Regions from separate parts of the Sus scrofa genome. Here region 2 is linked to region 1. Evidence: chromatin contacts called from public HiChIP or PLAC-seq data. All regions are on one chromosome and are shown on one strand. The core of a region is the stretch at or near the end of the contact, and the rest is flanking DNA. Distances in the headings are between cores, read along the strand shown. Region 1 has its middle 80 kb from the start of IKZF1. Region 2 holds the start of IKZF1 (DNA-binding protein Ikaros).

Region 1 (6,230 bases), core at 936-3,435:
TTGTGGGTGGGAAAAAACAGATTGTAAAGGCGGCAGACGATCGCGAGAAGGCTGTTGATCGCTGAAGGTAGTTTTTCAGAATTTCTCTATTTGTTTTTTTTTTAGGTACTATGAATGTGTTTTGGAACTGAAATCACTTAATTGTTTTTAACAGGAAAATCTGTTTCGTAGTATTAAATCTCTCTCTCACAGTATTAAAACATGACTTGTGTTCATATTTATAAAAGAAAATTACACTCACAAATGATGATATCTGATTAAGGAGAACTAGAATTGAAGAAATGCGCCATGGTGCTCGCACAGCTTCCGTGTGCATGACAACGAGGCACAAGGTCCCAAACAGGCACGGGACGAAGAAGCAGAGGTCTCCAGGTGCTGTTCCCACCACATGTCACCTGTCCTGCCGTCACCGCTTCGCTGGGCACACTCCCGGCTGATACGGTCAGAAGTGTGACCGTGGTGGAGAGACGCCACTCCTGCATGCTTTCTTTCATTTATTCACGCGATAAGCATCACTACATCCCGAGCAAGTGGCAAACCCTGGGCTTGATGCTGACGACGTGCCCCAGTGACTCAGCAGAAGTCCTGCACTAACAGCCTGACGTCACGAGGTGGGGTCTCCGTGCTGCCGCAGTAATAACCTGACAGGTGCGCAGCCCCTGGGATGGAAGGGGCAGCTGCTGCGGGGATGGGGCTGGATCACTGCCGCCACCTGCCTCCTCCAATGCACTCGCTGGCAGGTGTCTTTGCTTTGGGGCTGATGTGGCCAAATGCAGCCTCTGTGAAGGAGAGACGTGACGTCAGCCAGGTGTGTGCCAGACCCGATCCAGAGGCACCTGCAGCTTAGCATGAAACCCACGGGCCCTGGGAGGTGTCTGCTCCCCCACATGTGTTCTGGTCTCCAAGTGACGGTGAGGCCTGTCCCCACCCTCCCTGGGCCCAGGGTCACCTCCCAGGCTGGGGAACGCTGAGCCCAGGCCAGTGAGGCAGCCTGCTGTCCCAGGGTAGATCCCCATGGCCGGCAGTCAGCAGGGCCTGCCCCCGCCTTCCTTTGTCCCTGCTGTCCTAGGCTTGCCCTCCACTGCCCTGTCCTTGGTCCTGTGTCGTAGGCCACAGCTCACACTGGAGCTTGCCCTTTCACGTTTGTGGTCTTGGTCAGCATGAGGGAGGGGAGGTGGGCAACGGGGGTGTGAGATGTCTAATTTACAGGGGCCCGTGGGAGATGTGCAGAGGTGACAAGCTCAGCAGGACACGGCTCTGTCTGTGAGGCCACAAGATGTTGGGTGAGGAAGGCAGGTGCACGAGGAGATGAGCCCGATAAAAGGAGAAAACATGACCGGGGGAGCGCAGAGGAGCCGGAGGCGAGGCTGGGCGGAGGCTTTGGTGGAGTCCCAGGCCGGAGCAGGTGGAACTCTGTGCCCTTTGAAGGGGAGCCGACCGGCCGGACCGGGGTGCAGGGATGAGCCAGCCGTGAGCAGGGGGATGCAGGGGCACCAAAAAAAAGGACAGAGGCAGGCGGGTGCCTCAGGTGTACCTCCTGCCACATTCTTCCAGTCCTAAGACCTCCCAGAGCATGGAGAGGCGGAGGGCCTGGCTGTAGCCATTACACAGACTCGGGCCATCAGGGCTCAGCGGGCAGGGGCTCCATCCAGGCCAGGCTGGAAGCAGCAGCATGATGCGGGCAGTGGATGGAGGGCAGGGAAGGGACGGGCCCAGGCAGCCGGGGTCACTGGAGGAAACTGCCCGGCGACAGGGAGATCAGGGTTCTGGGCGAGGCCGCCCTCCCTCCCTCGCTGGGTCCAGACCGGTGCTTATCTCTAAATCAAGCACGCATGCGGCCAGGATGCATGTCTTCAGGGGCCTCCAGAGAGTTGGAAACCACATCCGTACCTTGGCTTCTACACGAGAGGAACTGCCGGGTGCTGGAGAGCCCCTGGGCTCCAGCAGCTGCCTCCGCTTCCTCCCAGCAGCCTCTGCTCGGCGCGGTGGGATCAGGTCTCCTCCCCGCTGGAGCGCGGGCTGGCTGCTATTCTTGGCTTTTCCACATGTGCCCTTCCCCCCTCCCCCTTCCCGCTCCCCGGCCTCTCGGAGCCCAGGCACACTTAGCACTCCTGCCCCCAACACACAACCAACATTTGTACTGTCTCTGCCCTTCTGTCACATAGCGCCTGGCGCTCGGCGCTGGGTGATGCTTCAAACAAACCTTGGCACTAAGCCCAGGCCTGGAGGGAGGGGCCGCCTCCACTGGGCACCTTCTCTGCACCAGGCATCTGGGGCACTCCCAGGCCCTTCTCACGGACCGTGTTCCCATCCCTCTTTCCAGCACCAAACCTTGTGTGTCGCTCACACCCACAGGGCCTTGGAGGGGGAAGGGCAGGAGCCAGAGGGCAGAGCCCAGGGCTGGGGGACCTCTCAGGAGACGGCTCCCTGGGATGTGGCCTCAGTCTCCCCATCTGTAAAAGGGAGCAGTACTAAGCTTGGCAGGTGAAATTACAAAATTATCCGCTTGCCTGGCTCCGAGCAGCCACTCCATCAACGCAAGGCCCTTTCATTGCCTGGGCTGGGAGGGGGACGACCTGCCCGCCTCCTGTCTCTGGAGGCGGCTGAAGGCAGACCCACGGAGGCCTGACGGAGACCCAGGCAGGGGGATCGTGGTGCAGCGAAAGAAGAACCGGAAGCACAGGCTGGCAGGTCAGCTGCCTGAGTGGAGGCCGCGAGGGAAAGCTCACGTTTGGAGAGAGAGAGAGAGCTGTCACGTGGTCAGGTGGCTACTGTACTTGTCAGAGTGTTTTTCCAGCCACGGTCCAGGCTCAGGCGCTGCTGGCCGGGCTTCCCCGGGTGTCTGAACAGCAGGCACCGCCGCTGTGCTCTGCTATGTTCTCCCCCAGAGCATGGGACGGGCCGAGCGGAGGAGAATCACCCCAGAGACCTGCCCCCGCACGTGGCCTGGGTTGGGGGTGTCGGACTTCCTCGGTCCTCACCTGCCGCCTGAGAAGCTGAGGAGCCTGCCACCTCCAGGGCAGCATGGCACAGAGGCTGGCACAGAACAGCGGGTCCGTCAACACCCATCATGCCAGCCCCTCGTCCTCCACAGCCTTGTAACTTTCAACACTGGCGCTGAGCTCCCCGGGCCCTCGTTCCAGGTTATAATGAAGCGATAGAAAGGTGCATCGCTTAATTTCCAAAACTGCAACCACGATCCGTGCCAGCAAAAACTCGAGAATTCGGCTCATGTGGATGAGGTCTGCCGGGCAGGATTGAGGAATCAATGTCCCTTCACCGCTCAGGGTCCCTTCACCCAGTGACAGATTCAATTCCTGGAGCAGGAGTGAGGAGCAAGACGTCCCTGTGGGGGTCTGAGGCCAAGGTGGCGTTTGCACCCCCGGGAGCCCGTGGTCCAGGGCTGACCATGTGCACGGGGACCAGGTGTGGCTCTGCAGGTCCCAGGTGCAGGTGGGAAGTGGGGGGACACGCAGCAGCTCCCCCGACTCACAGCTCTACTTCCGGTTTGAGGCTCCATCCTGACTCTGCAGGTTCAGCCCCAAGGAGCTTCCCGGCAGGGCTCAGACAAGGGAGGAAGAAGTGCGATTTGGACCCAAAAGCAGAGCATGGATTCGGGAGGAGGAGCTGGAGGTGCAGAGGGTGGTTCAGGGGTGTTTCAGGACCTCACCGGAGGAGGAGGCAACCCTGGTTCCTGGATCCTCAGGGACCACTTCTGGTTGCCCAGTTTTCCAGAACATGTCCCTGCCAGCCCCACCTGCAACCACAGGTGAGATCCAGCAACACCTCTGAACTCGGCGTCAGCTTGAAGGCAGGATCAGGAGAGTCTTGGGGTGGCTGGATTTAAGAATATTCCCTACGTACCATGAGGAGCGAAGAACACTGGTTCCCAGAGAAAGAGGAGCTGCAGATGAGCAGCAGTGTGTGTGTGTGTGTGTGTGTGTGTGTGTGTGTGTGTGTGTGAGAGAGAGAGAGAGAGAGAGAGAGAGAGAGATGGAGAGAGAGCTGAAATGCCCCCTCTGGGTTCAGAGAGGGGGTCTGCGTACGCAGTCACAAACGTTCCCCTTTTGCGCAGCTCACTGGAGGTGACCTCTGGGCTGGCCACCAGCCTGTGCACTTAGCAGCCCCCAGCAGCACTGTGCCTTCCCGAGAGCATTGTTCTTGCTACCGCCTCAAGCACCGTGGGAGGGTGTACAGGCCTCTCATCCAGAAGCCCCGGGTCCCACCCTGGCTCTGCCAGTGATGCTCTGAGTGACTCTGGGCAAAAACCACTTCCCACTTTGGGCCAACTTCCTCTTCTCCGACATGAGGAGGGCCTGGATCCTACCTCAGGCCAGTCCAGCTCTGCTCCAAAGAGCCTGGCCGGAGTTCTGATCCCGTAGGCTTTGTCATCTCCAGGGGCATCTTCACTAGATCCATTTGTAGCCTGTTTGGAACCCTTTGATGTGGGGGTGTCTACATGGGGCCAGGTCACAGCTGCCCTTCCAAGCACGGGCAACATGCCCAGCCCCTCCGGCTGTGCATTGCATAATTCCAGAAGTCACCCGATTTGTAGACCACTCTGTGAATGGTGGCCCCGCTGGGCATCCCGGTGGCCTCACTTCCCTCGCCTGGCCATGCACATCGCTTTGTAAGAGCCGTGAGAGCAGAGGAAGTACCCGTTGGATGCAATGTCAGGGTTCATGGGTACCACCCTCTGAACAGGGGTCAGGGGCCTGGTCCCAACTTAGCTCCTGACTTGTACAATCTCGGACTTTCCCTCCCCAAGCCCCATGTTCTGACCCGCAGAAGGTGGAGGTGATTTCTTCGGCCCTCGCTGGCATGGGTGCCACGATCGGATTACTCAGATCGGACACCTGGGGGAAGCTAGACCTATGCACAGCCGCCTCTCTGAGATGTTGGAGAAATCATTCTGGTGCCACCAGAAATCTTCCCACCTGTCAGCAGCTGGGCTATTCAGGAAACAAGCCAGAGATTATGGCTCAAATGCTCCAAAGCATTTCGAGGGGCTGGGCCGTAACTCACACATAGAAAATCATTTTGCAAGGGTCTCTCTACACGGGTTGCCCGTTTGAAGCCCGAGTCCATTAAGATGGGGATGCAGTGACTCGCCTGTGACTCCCTGGAGTCATCAGAACGCACAGCCTTTCAGAAGCGCAGAAACTCTCAAGCCAGCCTGGATCCCTTAAGGTGCTTTTGATCTGAGAGGAGCTGATGAGGATATGTCACCAGCCCTTCGTTGGTATTAGTCCCCAGCAACAGTGACAACAGCTGGCCACATCTCTTTGTTCATTTCACCAATTGATCTTAGAGACAACGTTTAAATGCCCGGGAGAAGAACCATCTGTGAAAATGAATTGGGAGGCTATGATGCAAACTCCCTTATCGAGGTTGCATTGTGTGCTTGGCATCGATTTCATTATCTCCCATTTCCTACTTCTAATGTAATGACCAGCCTTTTCCTGTTGCCCAAGGGCAGCAATTTCCACTTTAGACAACACAGTTCTTACATATCCTTTGGTAATCGTGGACACCTTGATGGGTCCCCCTTATTCTCTCTGCAGGGGTGTCCTGCCCCCTCCCAAGCAGAAATGCCAGACTCTAGTCTCTCCTTTGCCGGCAGGAAACCAGTGGCCAAAGCTTCACTCAGCAATCTGAGATTGCACCTCTCACGTGGCAGTGAAATTGGAGTAGTATTTAAATGCCAGAAAGGAGCCGCTTCTAAGGGCGCTGTCAGCTACCCAGCCTTCGGGAAAATGAGGGCCAGTGAGTGGCTTCTCGGAGGGACAGACCACCAGGAGAAGGAAGCTCCTCCTGAAGTAAACAGCAACGCCGTCCTGTCTAGAAACAAGACTTTCTCACTAGACCCCAGGAGCATCCTCGCTGGGGTGAAGGAAGGCGCTGAGTGTCCTCCCTGGGGGAGGTCCTGAGAGTGAGGCATCTCTTCATAGGTGGTGAGGGTCTAGGCCAGGTGAGCTCAGAACTTCCGGGCTCAGGAAGAGCCCAGGTGTCGGGAGCCACGATCTGGGGGCCAGAGGAAGGGGGATCACAGACTGAGAAAGGGAGCCTGGCCAAACCAAGGGGCTGGTTAGTGCCTGAGAAGACGACGGAACGCTAGTGGAAGGGCCCTGAGGAGAGCTGCACGGTGTCCTGCTTGTGGGACCTTCCAGACACAGAGGCCAGAGACTGGCGGAGGAGGGACTTAGTTGGGCTGGAAGGAAAGGAACAGG
Region 2 (6,262 bases), core at 243-2,742, 80 kb after region 1:
TGACCCTGGCTGTCAGCCTCCCTTTGGGCCTTGTGCCCTGTGTTCACTGCCTCATTTAGCCTTGACCATCTTTAGGGTGAAGTGGCACTCACTCCTTTTGCAGATAAAGATGATGGGGGTTCAGAGAGGTTCCATAACGTGGCCCAGGTCACAGGTGAGGGAAGGACTGGGAGTTGAGTCCATGATGATCCTTTTACTAGACCTGCCTCCTCTGGGCTTTAAGCAGGGAGTTAAGTGGCGCCCACAGACTTTCAGGACGCATGGTAGCCACTGGCTTCAGTGGCCCAGGAAGAATTTGGCAGGTGCTGTTTGTAGCTCATGGAGCGGAGAAGAGACTTTTCCCAGGAATGGCAGAGGAGCAGCCTGTCGACGGGGTACTGGTCCTGCCACCAGTCTCCTCCTTAGGCCACAGCCTTTCCTGGCCACACCCAGCTGCCTGTCCCTTCTCCCCAGCAGACACTTCTCTCCCCTCGAAAGACCTGAACTGCCTCCCCCCTCGAGGTCCCCAGCGCCCTTCCTCACTCTTCCCAGCACAATCGGGTCTGTCCTGCTCAGAGGGGCGCGGAGGCATATGTCTGCGCCCTCCCTGCGCCTGGTGCAAGACTTGAAGAGCAAGGGCTTTGCCTCCTGCAACTCAGTCCCTCCTCTGTCGCCTGCGGGGGCTCAGGACGAATCTGTAGAATTCCTGACTCTTGCTCTTCTGCTCCTATTGAACACTGTCGCCGGCTCCTGCTCGGGTGGGGCCCGCTTAATCACAGTGATGGATTCCTGGCGGAGCGCGAAGAGGTGCGCTGTCAGAGGCCGCCCTGCCCTTTGAATTCATCCACAGCGCCTTCCACTCGCGCTTCGGGCCTCACGGAGGGAGAGGCTGAGGCGCAAAGAGCCTGGCGCGGGGCTGCAGGTTTGCCCGGCGTGCCGCCGCCGCCGCCCTTTCCACCCGCGTGCGCGCCTGGGCCGAGAGGGAAGGCGCGATCCCAACTTCTGCCGGAGCAGGTGGGAGGGAAGAGACGGGAGGTATTCCATTGGCTGTCTGGGAAGTGAACTGTACCTTCCCCTCACTTGCGGAGGATCAACTTTTCCCACCCCTCTCGGCTGGGCACTCGTAATCCGGGGTCTCAGCCAGGATCTGGGAGCCTGGTGGTCCCAGTTCGAAGGAAGCGAGGCCTGGAGGGCGGAGGACGTCCCTAGACGCTGGGGAAAGTGCTTCACAGGACCCTGAGTCCGCCCGACGGGTGCCCCGTCGAGCGGCCCGGGACACAGGGTTGAGGGTCCCCGGGAGTGCGCCGCCGTTCCGGCGGCCTCGCAAGCGTGGTCCGCGCCGGGCCGCCAAGGGTTAAGCGCAGGTCCCGCTGCGCGGTGGCAGATCCACCGCCCGGCCCGGGACGCCTGAGCGCCGGCCACCAGTGGCCGCGCGGAGCCGCGGGCGCGATGCGGCGCTGGAATGAGGAAGCGCGGCGGGGAGGGGAGGGCCGGGGCGCGCTGCGCGCGGGGGTGGCGGCGGCGCGCCCTGCGGGCCCGGCGCGGGGGAGCGGGCTGCAGCCGGCAGCGGCGCCAGCAGGTACGGCCCGCGCCCGCCGCCGTCCCGGGGGCCCGCGGGGGCCGGGGTCCAGCCCCGCGTGGCGGCAAAGTTTGTGCGCGCGGCCCCGGAGTTGCGGTCGGGACGCCGCGGCGCGAGCGGGCGACCGGCGGCGGGGGCGGCGCGCCTCGCTCTCCGTCCCTCTCCAAGCCCCGCTCCGAGTCCCCGCCCGGCCCCAGTCCCTGTCCAAGCCCCGCGCTGGTCCCGCCAGGCGCTGGGAGCGGCGAGCCCGCCGCGGGCTGGAGCGTGTGCGCCGGGCGACGCGGCGGCGGAGCAGGTGGCGCCGGGACCCGCGTGGCGCGCAGCCCCAAACTTTGCGCAGCGCGGGCGGCGGGCGCGCGCTCGGGTCCCCGGCGCTCGGGGCGGGCGGCCGCAGGTGGCGGAGCGCTGGCCGCGGGGGCGCGGCGCGGGGACCCAGGTGCGCGGCCCGTGGGCGGCGCTGTGCGCGCGGGACGGCCGCCGGCTGCGAGTGCGAAAGCGCCGGCTGGGCGCAGCGGGCGGGGGGTGGGGAGCGCGGCGGAGAAATGGGGAACAATGCGAGTGAGCAACTTCAGGAAGTCATTGTGAAAGAAAGCTGGGAAGAGCTGGGCGGCCGAGTTAGCCGGGCGCTCTAACAAGTGCCTGCGCGGCCCGCGCCCAGGGCGGCCACTGCGGCGAAGGTCCCTGGGTCCCGGCGGAGCGCAGCCGAGCCCGGGCCGGACGCTTGGCCGCGGCAAGGCGGCCGACCGGCGAGCCAGGCTCAGAGGGTGTTCTTCGCGCCCGAGGATCAATCTTGGACCCCCCTCAAAGTGCGAGGCACAAATCCACGTGAGTGTTTTCAAATTGAATTTCCATCGGAAAACTTGGATTCAAAGAAAGAGAGAGAAGGGGAAAGAAAGCAAAAGACGGGACGGTCCAATTTGTAACTCCTGATTTCGCTCGGATCAGCCTCTCCTTTCTGGGGACAGAGATAGCGTGGACTTGCCAAAGCCTGGGCCACGTCGCGCTGTGCCCACAGGTGCAGGACCAGGCCGGCCGCGGGGCACTTCTGAGCTGTCCGGCTGCCTCTGTGCAGAGGACGTTGTAGCTGTTGGTCCTGTTTAAATCGATATGCGCTTATATAGTGAGATCACGGAAGTCAGCCTTTGTAAAGTCATTCATACAGAGCTGGCTTGTCTTACTTTTGACGTGAGAGCGTTTTGCTTATACTGGAAAATAATTAGATCGAGTCCGAACTTGCTTTCTGCAAAATAGGAATTATCCCGGTTTGAGAAGTTGGTAGGACTTTTGCTGACCGCAGTTTTGGCTCTCAGGTTACGAAACCCCTCTGTGAAAAGGAGTGAGGTTACTTGCGACTGTATTTGAAATGTGTTTGAAAATTGGTCAAGGGTCTTTGGTGCTTCCCGAGAGCTCTCGTGGAGGTGTGATTGTTTTTTCGTCTCGTGTGGAGGCACGACGTGTGGCATCTGGGGAGCAGAAAGGGTCCCCGCGCGCCCGGGTCTCATCAGGCAGAGCTTTCACATGCAGTTTCCATTCTCTCTGGACTGCAGCCCTGGGAAGTGAATTTCAAAGCCATGTGCCTCCCTGAGCTCCACGTTCAAAATTCCCCACCTTAATCCCCCACGGCATATGCCAGCTTTGAGGTACCTTGTTTTAAAATCCGGAAAGGGGTTTAAATTGATATTGAAGAAGAATCTCCTTACCAGTTAGATCAACTTCTATTCAAAGTGAAAAAAAAAAAAAGCAAGTGGAAAATATTTGATATACATAATATTTAAACTTTGGTGGAAATTTAAATGATTTTAAGGATGGTTCGCTTTGGTTATGAGTTAGGGGAAGAGTGAAACCTGCAGGAAACGGTTTGAGCCTCTTGAATTCATTTCTTTGTCTGAAGATGTTAGTTGAGTGAGGTTCTTTGGACTGATTTTATGTGGGATTTTTTATGTAACAATTCAAGTATTATTCTTATTAGGTGTGTTGGAACTGTTTCTGTGACAAATTAGAATATTTGGGATGTGGCTTACTATTTAAACTGTCACAAATATCTCTGACAGGAAGGTCACTTGCTTTTAGCCTGGAATATACAAAATATGTTACAAATAATCTGTAGGCACAGATACAAATAATGATGTCACATGTCAAAAAATCCTATATAATTTGGGATTGATGGTATGTCTCTGGTTTCAAAACTTACCATGAACATATGTGTTTATACCTTTTTTACAATGAGAAAAAAAAAAAAAAAAAAAAAAAAAAAACAACAGTGGCTTCCTGGTCTCAAAGTCTGCTAAAGCTTAAGACCAGAAACGTGTGACTGAGTTAGATGGTCTGGTTTTCTTCTCTCCTGTTTCAGGAAGAGAGTTGAAGGCAGTTTTAGAAACTCCTTTGGGTGTCTTTAATTCATCAGTATTTTAATTAAAATGCTACATCTTGGAAAACTACGCAGCATCGTAGCAATAATAGCACCTAATCATGATCTCAGGGAATGAGCCCCCAGGTCTGTAAATAACAGTGTGTGTGTGTGTGTGTGTGTGTGTGTGTGAGACGTTCGGGTCTTTTGAGAAGTTTGAGATCTCCTGAGAGAAGGTACCCGAGGTGTCCTGCAGCCATTTCCCCTGTTGAGAATGAGGATCGCAGCCAATTTCCTGGCCAAGAGGCCTGCCTCCCGTCGTGCTGGGAGCCACGGCTCCTTCCTCATGGGAGACGGAGAATGGTGGGTCATTGGCGGGGAGGTCTTCCTCCCCTTGGCTTTTGCGTTTGGTGCGTTTCCCGCTTGGCCAGTGGAGTAGGTCCCATCAGGACAGGTGTCAGACGTCTGCGATGTGTCTACGCAGTCTTCTACATGCCACGCCGCAACACGCTGCCACCCCACCCACACGCCGGTTATGTGGACCCTTCAAGGTTACGTGTGTATTAATAGAGGCAGGAAAGAAAGGCGTTCTGTGACCATGTGCACGCATGCAGGCACGACACACTCAGAGCACATGCAGTGTGAGGAGAGATGGGGGGAGGGGGCGGGGGGGGTTAGCATCAGACACACCTGACCTGGGTAATGAAGCCTCGCCTTTGGGGTGGGTGGGTGGGTTGGTTTTTTACCTTTTACTCAAACAAGACAGATTTTCCCACTTGGAATGGTGAGTTTAAGCATAAATGATATTAGTACTTTCGGGGTCTGCCTAGGGCGCTTGCAGTTACCCCAGAATTCATCAGGGGAGCAGTGTTTAGTGGCATTTGTGTTTTCTCTTCCCTCCTCTCATCTTTGTAAGTATGGAGTAATGTCACCATGAAGTAAGTAGGGCTTCTCTTGCCTCTTGTGAATGGAGAGGCATGTCCTGGCTCCAGTTCGCAGCCCTTGCTCTTGCCATTTCTGGGCACTGGGACTCTTGCTTGCCGCTGTGAGACGCTGCCCCTCCTGCCCTGATGGTTACCTGGTCCTTGTCTGGTTCAGTGCATTTGTATGTGTAGATGTCTGTGGACCACGGGTCCTTTCATGGGAGAAAACGTGAGATGTACAAGCAGCAAGCGCCCCATCCTTGGAGGCTGATGAGGGGGGGCCCGCAGAGCGGTGTGCACCTCAGGACAGGTCCCTCTGCTTTGGCTCAGGACAGGCACTGGCACACGAGTGATCTCAACCTCGGGCAGGCTGTTTCGGATCATAGGCATCACACACACACACACACACACACACACACACACACACACACACACACACACACACATTTGAAGTCCAGACCAGGGGAAGCTGGGAATGAGGTTCAGCAGGGCCGAGGGCACCCCCCGACCCCCAGACCCCAGGCCAGGCAGTCGCACTGGCTTCCTAGGAGCCCCGGGCCTGCTGGTGTTCCTTGCAGCTGCCTCCATGGCGCCACAGCACTGGCTGTCTCTGCGTCTCCTGTGACGTGTGGTCCCATCCTCCCATTTTCGCTGTCGCTGCTTTGCTTAGCTCGTGTTTGACAGCGTTGTGGAACCTTTGGTGCTATTCTAATAAATATTTTTAGAGGGAAATGGAAGAGTGAAATGCTGCCTTGTTACAAGGGAAACATAGCCAACGAAAGAAGCTCTGCAGAAAGTTCCAGAGTGGAGAGGAGGGCAGGGCCCCCCTGCTTTGGTGGGGCTGGTGGGGGTCGGGGGTCACCCCTGAGAAGGGCCTGCCCAGGAGGCAGCCGAGGCCTCGGCGACAAGAAATGGCCTGATCCTTCCTTCCAGGGAGTTCCCTTGCCTTCCCCTCTCACCGCCTCTAGCAGGGGGTGGATGCCTTAGGGCCTCTGTGACCCGCCTGGGGACAGGCTGTGGGACGAGCTGTGAAAAATGGTGACCACCCAAAGCCCGAGGCCCGGGACCGCTTGTCTTCCCTGTCACAGGCCTGGTCCCATGTCCCTCCTCCCGAGGCCGCTGTTTCTGCCTTTGGGGACCTCCAGGGGCCTCTCCCCCGCCACGTCCTCCTAATCTCTGAACCCATTTCGCTGAGGACAGGAAGCGCCCGCTCCCTTCCTGCCCCTGGTGTCCTGAGAGAAAACTCTCTTCCCTCCTTTTTTGCATATTTGGCGAATGGTCCCACCTTCCTCTCCGCCCCAGTGGAGTGCGAGGGCGCTGGCGAGGGCGGCAGCAGGGTCCCTTCCAGGTGGCTGAGTCCCGGGACTGTGCAGCCCAGGGTCCGAAGGCCCCAGGCCTCAGAGGTAGGATTTGATGGGAAGGGCGCCCACCGCC

The links. HiChIP or PLAC-seq counts read pairs in DNA pulled down with a chosen protein or histone mark.
Region 2: a contact with region 1 is called in an H3K27ac HiChIP or PLAC-seq map of alveolar macrophages. The contact joins the promoter of IKZF1 here to the enhancer-like site in region 1. A contact is called at or near these places in 7 of 47 Hi-C or Micro-C datasets (alveolar macrophages, blood, embryonic fibroblasts and 2 more) and 1 of 2 datasets of contacts at active chromatin or transcription factors (alveolar macrophages).

What each region holds. Positions count from the first base shown.
Region 1 is chr9:136,289,551-136,295,780 of Sscrofa11.1, forward strand. No RefSeq gene overlaps it. Among named protein-coding and RNA genes, the nearest start is that of IKZF1, 80 kb to the right of the region's middle. Within about 2 kb of position 2,186, at least 23 of the 83 cell types and tissues checked have an H3K27ac peak or open chromatin away from gene starts, as enhancers often do. A contact at or near this core is called in alveolar macrophages and skeletal muscle, where this site is marked.
Region 2 is chr9:136,370,710-136,376,971 of Sscrofa11.1, forward strand. It overlaps IKZF1 (DNA-binding protein Ikaros), which reads left to right and starts at 1,493. Exons shown (of 9, transcript XM_021063913.1): 1 at 1,493-1,558.